Regions from separate parts of the Hordeum vulgare genome. Here all the other regions are linked to region 2. Evidence: chromatin contacts called from public Hi-C data. All regions are on one chromosome and are shown on one strand. Each heading gives the region's core, a stretch centred on a gene start, on an enhancer-like site or on the middle of the called end of the contact. The rest is flanking DNA. Distances are from core to core; before and after follow the strand shown.

Evidence for each region. A called contact is a pair of places that touch in the nucleus more often than the background predicts.
Region 1: a Hi-C map of leaf shows a contact between it and region 2, with 2.8 times the contacts expected there. The contact joins the enhancer-like site here to the promoter of LOC123425450 in region 2. A contact is called at or near these places in 2 of 6 Hi-C or Micro-C datasets (leaf and seedling).
Region 3: a contact with region 2 is called in a Hi-C map of seedling, with 3 times the contacts expected there. The contact joins the promoter of LOC123425442 here to the promoter of LOC123425450 in region 2. A contact is called at or near these places in 2 of 6 Hi-C or Micro-C datasets (leaf and seedling).

The regions. Positions count from the first base shown.
Region 1 is chr2H:117,605,826-117,608,722 of MorexV3_pseudomolecules_assembly, forward strand. No RefSeq gene overlaps it. Among protein-coding and RNA genes, the nearest start is that of LOC123425444, 11 kb to the right of the region's middle. Within about 2 kb of position 1,411, at least 3 of the 3 cell types and tissues checked have open chromatin away from gene starts, as enhancers often do. A contact at or near this core is called in leaf and seedling, where this site is marked.
Region 2 is chr2H:118,152,745-118,155,457 of MorexV3_pseudomolecules_assembly, forward strand. It overlaps LOC123425450 (eukaryotic translation initiation factor 5A-like), which reads left to right and starts at 1,416. Exons shown (of 6, transcript XM_045109155.1): 1 at 1,416-1,537; 2 at 1,653-1,809. The coding sequence starts at 1,684.
Region 3 is chr2H:117,559,198-117,562,312 of MorexV3_pseudomolecules_assembly, forward strand. It overlaps LOC123425442 (protein CHROMATIN REMODELING 35-like), which reads left to right and starts at 1,658. Exons shown (of 6, transcript XM_045109145.1): 1 at 1,658-1,833. The coding sequence starts at 1,689.

The DNA.
Region 1 (2,897 bases), core at 161-2,660, 550 kb before region 2:
TAAAATTCAACCAAGCTAACTAAATTCATAAACAACCTAGATAAGCTACAAAACATCATATGACACATGATCCTAAAACATTGCTAAAACATGATAGGCTCAAATCATGTGACATATAGATAAAATAATATGAACACATATGTAAGCAAAGTATCAATGATATACTAGGCAAGCCAGGAATAAGTTATGTAACAAAATACTCGAGAGTAACAACCATCAAATATAATACGTAATAATATTAACATAATCTAGACCCAACATAATTAAACAACAATTATACAATCCTATAGGAATTGAACTAAGCTTAGATCAAACATAATTTTTTTTACACATAGCAATCTAAAATATCAAAAAATAAGCATGCATATATTACGTCTATGTATAATACAAGAAACACCAAACCATGTTATCATACAACACTATTTTAATAGAGGGCAAACTAATTCTACGACATTCTAAATAATTGTAAAATCACAAAATAATTAGGACATACCTAAGCATGGTACGAACATGATAAAATGGAACACAAATAATTTTGCATGATTTACATTGCATAAAACATCACATGCACTTGCCATAACAAAAAACTAACACAAATTAAAAGTCACTCAAATGAAAATAAAATCATCCATTCGTTCCTAGTATCATCAAAATCGGTCTATAGGTTTAGGCTTGTTTATTTGGGTCATCGGATAGTCGTGGGAGATGGAAGCGTTGATGTTGACGCGGACGAGCGCTGGTGAGCATCGTTGTCGTTGAACTCCGGTGATGAAGAGATTGTGGTGTGTGATGTCCATAGTGACGAGGGAACTCCATGACACAGATGGACTCGGTGGACGGGGCCTCGGGTGACGGCGTCGACCCCAAGTGGTGGCAGCGACAAAGCTCCGTTGTGCGCGTGGCCAACAACGATAAACGGCTGGGAAATGATGTCTAGGTTGTTGTATTCGGTGAATAGGTTCGGCTGGTGGAAGGAATCTATACGGAATGCTCACCTGCGGCGACGGTAGGCTAAAAAACAGCGAAGATGAGGCTGTGTTGCGGAAAGGATTGCAAGTGCTTCGAAAGGAATTGAACTACGAGACCATGGGTATTTATAGAGGAGGTCTTGGCGCACACTTTGACGCGAACGGTCTGGAGAATCATGGCCGGAGGAGGGAGATCAATGGACAAATGCTAACGGCCGGCCTTTAAGTTCGTCAGTTTCTTTAATCGCATTGAGTCAATTAAAGGAGGAACAAACAGACTGAATGGATCCGTTGAGTCATGGGGAATAATGTCTGTGTTAATGATAAAATGAAACGGTGAAGGAATTGATGAGGAAAGGGGAGAAAATGTGCTGCCATGGCGTTTCTGTTCTTCCTGTAAGTGTGCGTGCGTGCGTGCGTGCCCGAGGTGGAAGAAGAGCCTAGCGGCTGTTCGCTGCTCAGCTGGGCCGAGCGGCCTGGCGCTCCTTGCTGGGCCTTGGGCCTTGTCGCTGGAAAGATTAGAAAGAATGAAAAGAAAATGGAGAAAGGATGGTCCGGTGCATATACATGAAAGTGAGTGGGTTAGAACATTAGTGAGTTAGACTAACCAATGTCAAATCAGTTCCCTCAAAAAAAGACTAACCAATGTAAAGGCTAAGCACGTTATGGTCCAAGGACCAAAGAAAGGAAAGAGAGAGAAAACTCAACATAATATTATTGAATTTTTAATAGGATTGCAAAAAAAATATCCAAAAGGCTTCCAAAATAATCCAAGAAGTCTATGTAAGAAAATAGACAGGAAAAATTTAAATAAAATACTACAAACGAATTACACAAATCAGGATATTACAAAATTATTTTCCTCTCCCATATGCTTAAGTAATTCCGAACGACTTGGAATTAATTTGAGCAACTAATAATACAAAATAACATAATACTCCATCCGTTCCTAAATATAATCTTTTTAAAGATTTTACTATAAACTACATACGGATGTACATAAACATATTCTAGAGTATGAATTCATTCATTTTACTTCGTATATAGTTCATAGTGCAATCCGTAAAAAAATTATATTTAAAAACAGAGGAAGTAGTATTATGTTGTGATTACATGATTAACAAAAATCAGGATGTTACAAGTCAGCAAGCTATAATGGAATTACATGATTAACAGGGGCATTTCTTTGTCAGCATAGCGCCCCCGTGTGGCCTTGTCCTTTTTTTCTGGTTGAAAAGATAGGGAACTTTATTGATCAGTTAACAATGTTACAATATGCAGCTATCAGTTCTGTTCTTCCCCGAGTAAGCTCCTTCACGTCTTCCACGATTTTTTCCCCATGTAATGACCGAGACGACCCATTGTGTCTCCCGATAGTGCCAGAATGGCTATGACCCTACGCTATCAGTCTGCATTCTGCAATACCGCTTTGAGGCTGGCCATGGTAAAGATTATCATATAATAGTATGTATATGATACTATTATATGATACTATCTTCATAATACATAACTAGCAAATGGGCTTGTACGTTGCAACGGGAGAAAAAAAACATACGCTCTTAATTAAAAAATGGTCTATAATCTGAATCTTCGTAGTTACGGCAAAAACAGATACAGTCTTACCCTATAAAAGTTTAGTTCAAGATTCCACAGGTCCTCTATTTTAACATGGCTTGCATGTAAATTTATTACATATAAAGAAACGGGCAAGTGACCTTCAATTTCATCTCTAATTCAGATTTTGTTGACGTGTTCATTCTCAATCGGGATTAGTACCGCTATGAAAGAAAGATGAATAACGAAATATTTATTAAAATTGCATCCTAGATATTTTTTATTAAATGTTTAACATGTAAAATAACATCATATTCAAATTCTACATATTTTTTTAATCAAATTTCATATATAATATGTTAAATTTGGAGTTAC
Region 2 (2,713 bases), core at 166-2,665:
ATGACAACTTTTGGTCAATTTGTTTTTCATCGATCATGGTTAAAATTCTAAAATTGCCATGATCTATAAACTCAATTTGCCGTGATGGATTACTAAAAATTGCCATGATCCATACATTAAATTTGCCGTGGTTAATTACTAAAAATTATCATGGTTAATTAATAAAAAATTGTCGTAAAAAATAGTTGAAAATATAACGATAGCTTTAAATCTAGAAGAAAAAATAGATAAAATATGTCATGAGAAGTGTGGTGTAAACACTATGACAACTACACTGTAACATCATGGCGACTGTTGACTGATTTTTTTTCCATCAAAATATATCAACATGATATCTTTTAAAGATCATGTCGAGACGGATTTAATGTTAAAAACAGATTTTTAATTAGAAAATAAACCATTTTAAAGCCAAAAATCAAAAAGATTCCTCCTAAAAAAACGGGCGTGTGGGCGAAGTGGCTAAATACCCACACACGAGCTCAGTTCTACATGGCCTAAAAAGAATGCCAAAAATGCCAAAATTAATGCAAAGCATAAATGAACGCAGATCAATGCGTGTGGACGTTATCTTTTCCCCCTTTTTATATTAACTTACGAAGAAAGTACTCCCTCCGTCACGGTTTAAAAGGCGTGTTTGAAAATTCTATTGAACCTACGTGGCTATTGAGTGGCTGTGAGATGGGGTAAAAAATAACATTCACACTACACATGCATATAAAAGTACTTTCTCCGTCACAGTTTAGAAGGCATGTACGTGTACCTCGATCGTCAATTTAACTTATATAAAATATATTGTTTAACATAAAAATTATATCATTAGAAAATAGAACATCTAAAGTTTCTAATGATACATTTTTTGTTATATATGTCTCTTATTAAATTAATCAAATTGATGATCTAAATACGTGTGCCGGACTTGAAGTACTAATTAACTGTTAGAAGTGAATGCAATGAGTCTTAAACCTTGTCTATTATGAAAATGCACATAAATTTAATTGTGCCTTTTAAACAGAGGTAATACTAAGCAAATAGGCAATTCAACACAACAGTCATCCCAATATAGTGCACCGTGACGTCCTCGCAAGGAATCCCTATCCTATCGGAATCAGATATTTGACTTGAGTTTTCTGATCACCGATCAGCGAAAAGAAGCCATAGAAAGGCAGAAGAAAAGAACAGAGAGAAAGATGCTCGAGCCGCCCCATGGCGTGGTTCGAACGCGAAGAGATGCCCTGCCTTCCGCAGCCGTACACCTGTTGCCACCCCCCCCGACCAAACCGACGGCCCCGATCTCTCCCTCCACCCATCGACAAAAGCCCCTCTTCCGCCGAGATGCGGGCCCGCACCTTCTCCGGCCCCACCGTCATCCTCACAGGTCGGTCCAATCAGCAGAGGTAGGCAGGTGGGTGTGGCCGGAGCACGCGCTGTTAGCGCTATAAATGCGCTCGAACCCTAGGATTCGGCGCGAGCTTATCACTTATCATCATCAGCGCCCCTCCCTCTCTCCTCCTCGCGCGTCGTGATCCATCCAGCCCAGGTGAACTCGCGGGATTCAGTTCCTATTCTGGCAGTTCGGGTGTCATAGTGGCCAAGGATTCTTTGATTTGGAGCTTCGAAGCCTTAATCTCGTTGCTTGGATTTGGTTTGTTCAGGGGGAGTAGCTAATTAGTAACTAAGGTCGCCATGTCGGACTCCGAGGACCACCAGTTCGAGTCCAAGGCCGATGCCGGGGCGTCCAAGACCTACCCTATGCAGGCCGGCGCCATCCGGAAGGGCGGCTACCTCGTCATCAAGAACCGCCCCTGCAAGGTACGTATTTGCCTCTGATCCCGGTTGGATGGTTTGTTTGTGTGTGATCGGAAATTCCGATGCTGTTGTTCATGGCCGCCGTGCTATGATGGAATACTGATGTTGTTATCCCCGGATGCTGCTATTTTCTGTTTGAGAGTTGTCGTAGGATGGATTCCGTATCACTGTGGATTGACTGATTGGCAGTATATAAGCCCAAGGAAAAGGGTGGAGTTGTTATTTATAGGGGAGGGGAGCTATTTTGACCATGTACTGTGCACGATTAATTAGGAGGGGCTTGAAACAGGGGAAGACGTGGCTAGATGATATCCAAACAGAAGTCATGTGATGGGATATTATACAACTAAAATTGCTAACGTCCATTATTCCTGTAATATTAATAATATTTTCCTAGTATTTTGTGGGGTACAATGAAATACTCCTTCCGTCCCAAAATAAGTGTCTCAACGAACTAAAGTTGAGACACTTATTTTGGGACGGAGGGAGTAGTTTGGTAACCAAAAAGGGATTTCCACTCAGGCTATTTAAACTATATATCTGTACAGTCGGTGATTTAGCTATAACACGTCGGAAAATTAAGATTGGAATCGAAGTGTAATAGGCACTGTCGACATGTTTGGATTGAATATGATTGAGATTTAAAGCTTCCTGCATGTACATAGACCTACTGGAGGAAGCAATACCTTTCTTTCTCAATCTTTTGCCTTGACTTCTCCAAAGAAATCCTCGATCATAAATTTGTTCTGTTTCTTGAAATTCGGAAGGGACAAACAGTTAATTGACTCAAAAGCTAAAACTAATTTATCCATGTTTATCTAGCATGTTGTGCACTATGTGAGGTACTCATGGTGATTGTTGTTCTTACCTTTTTAGTACACATCTCTCCACCTGTTCTTTCCTGTAA
Region 3 (3,115 bases), core at 408-2,907, 590 kb before region 2:
CTTGTGCTTGTACTCCTGCTCGACAAGTGTGGAGCTCCACTCAAACCTATACATGCATGGAAGGGGGTGAAGTAGTATACCATCAAACGGAGCATCAAGTAGACACAAAAATGATAGAATTCACCTTAGTATATGTGACGTGTGTGTTCCTTGACGATGGAGCCAAGTCCATAATGATGACCCTAGGGTGCTGCATCAAGAAGGAAGCAATGTGCTTTTCTTAATAAAATATTATTTTGTGTTAATTAATCTAAAAGTCAAATGGCGAATCGAGGGCTCAACAAGTGACCTTATTGGAAATACCAAAACCAATGATCCAAGAAATACCAAAACCAAAGCCCAACCTAGGCCCAATAACTATCTCGCCCACCTTGTTTGCTGTCCAAGATAATGAAACAATGTTATTGAACCATGTTTTACTATTATGTTGGCATACATTATTGCTTAATACATTTATTTTGTGGTTAAAAATCTGATAGCGAATCAACAACCTAACAGGTGAAAATCGGATCCAATAAAATTTATGATTTAATTATCGGTCTATTTTCTTAAACTGTGATCTAAACCTACCCTTGTCCTATGACCATAAGTGCGCATAAGATGGTATCACACAAAGTACAAGGGCATGCATCCCATTTCTGTCAAAAGTATTGTCACATCTTTGTAAGAAACATCGAGTACAACGTAGACACACACACAACAACTACTAAAGACTAGAATCACAAAGCTTCGATAACCAATATGACCTCCTGATAATTTTATAATGCATTAACGAGACATCAAATCATCAAAAACACTAGATTGGAGTCGTGTAAAGAAATTTATTAAGATCAAAGAAATCATCACTAAGACCTCACTAATACAAAACGGTGCCTCATGATAAAAAATAATTCATATTAGGCCTTGTTTGGAACCACAATAGATTATGATAATCTGGATTATGAAGATAGATTATATAATCTGGTTTATAAGAATAATCTAGTTGGGCATGTTTGGAGGCCAGATTATATAAACTGTAATCCAGGTTTTACATTGCATAATGACCTGACTGTCCTTTGTTTAAAAAAAAGAGGGTGTGGTGGTGGCAGGAATGTAATTATCTCCAACTTTACAAGGGTAATGGGTCATTTGCAATCCATAATCTAATTTTAGCTGGGGTAGAGTAGATTGTGAGTTTTTAATAGTTTGTCCATCTAGTTTTTATAATCTACACCATAATCTGCCATGTTTGAAGACATAATAGATTATAAAAACTAGATTATATAATTTAAATGGTCCCAAACAGGACCTTAATAGAACATTAAAATTTACAATATGGCCTTTCAATAAAAGAATAATCCATATTAATGATACAGTAAATCATTAAAACACGACTCTTACCACCAAACGAAATCACCGCTGGCGTGTTGATATTGACAGATACGTCACCTCACAGTAAATAATAACCCGCATTAATGAGGTTTAATCATGATGGGACCACCCACCAAACCATTCAACTATGCTTGGCTCTTCTCACTCACTGAAAGTGACTGTTTGTAACTGACATGTGGACCCGCCAGGTGGTGGGCCCACGTACCAGCCACCGAAATCAAGGCGCGGGAGTACCTCACACACAGAATGTGCGGCCCCATCGAACTGAACCTTTTTATGCAACGTTTACTGAACCTTTTTATGCAACGGGGAAACCAATGCGGCGGAGCAAGGAGACCGTGGCGCCACCCGCCGCTTTCCCCAGTCCTCTCCTCCTCTCCGCCCCGCTCCAAAAACCACAGTGCCGCGCTTCGCCGCCGTCAGCGGCCATGGACGTCGCCCCCGGCGAGGCGGCGCCCTCTGGTGAGCATCCTCCTCCTCTGCCTCCTCCTCTCCCTGGACGTGACGTGATCCCGCCGTGGTGGGTTCTCTGCCACGCCTGCGCCGGTGGTATCGGGCCTGGTCTCGCGCGCGCGACCGGTGGGGGCATTTGCGTCGGCATAAATAGGGCCGGTGCTGCATTTGCGTTCGCGTTGTACGTTGGGAAGAGGGGTTGGGCTAGATTGATTGGGATTCATGGCGGTCTGGGATTTTGTCAGGGTTGGACGGGGGTGAGAAGATTGCGTGTCACCATTTTTCACAGGGTCTCCAGGTTTGGACAGCAAAATAAAGATTCACTATTCGAAGGGATTTAATAACCTTTTTTGTATAAATAAAAGGGATTTAATATTTGGTTGAATAGTTTGCGCTTCACATGTTTGGAGCCCAAATGCTCATTTCATAGCTCAAATGTTCCCCGTGCCGGATGGCAACAAAAAAGTATCTAGACACATTTTAGTGTTACATCCGTATCTAGAAAAATCTAATACAAGCAAGTTGGGATGGAGGTAATATTAACTGGAGTATATGTCACAAAAATTATACCACGGGAATCCTCTTTCCAATACAAATCCAATAATGTATTTTTTGTAACAAATACGTAGATCATATTTTGCTAGTTATATAGATGGTCAAACTTTGACCCAGAATAAACAAATCTAGACAGAGGGAGTACCTATTCTGCTTAGTTTCCGTTTCCTGTATGAGTCATGCACCCTAAATCAATGCTTTACTGTTGTGCCAAACCATAAAGAATGGTGTATGCTTATAATTTGTAAAAAAATTAAAAGTCACAGGGTGGGTGGGTGGAGCTCCCCACCTGAATTTGATCTCGTTCGAAGAAGCTTATAATTTGCATGGAGTACTGAAATGATGTTAGCATCCCAATTTACCACTTGGGAACTCATTGTGACTCTCAGTACAAAAGCTTTTGCTTGGGCATGGTGTGTGCTTACAGTTAGTGACATTTGTGGTCTTCTCTGCAAGTACCATTTTAAGCCTGTTTTGGAGCCTGAAGTTGCTGTTTTTTGGATTTCTTTTGTTTAGCTTGAGAGCTAGGGTTTGGGGAGAAGTTGATTGCCACTAAATCCATCCATTTAACATTGAAGTTTAGGTTATTTGGCCTCACCTTGCTTGTTGGCTACGCCTTTGTGTTTTTCTTTTCTTTAGTCGCTCTTTTGGCTGGGCATTCTGAGCATGATTAGAAGCAAAGAGCAGTTTCTGAGTTTGTACTAATGCATACCGTAGATGGTTTTGCCAGTGTGCC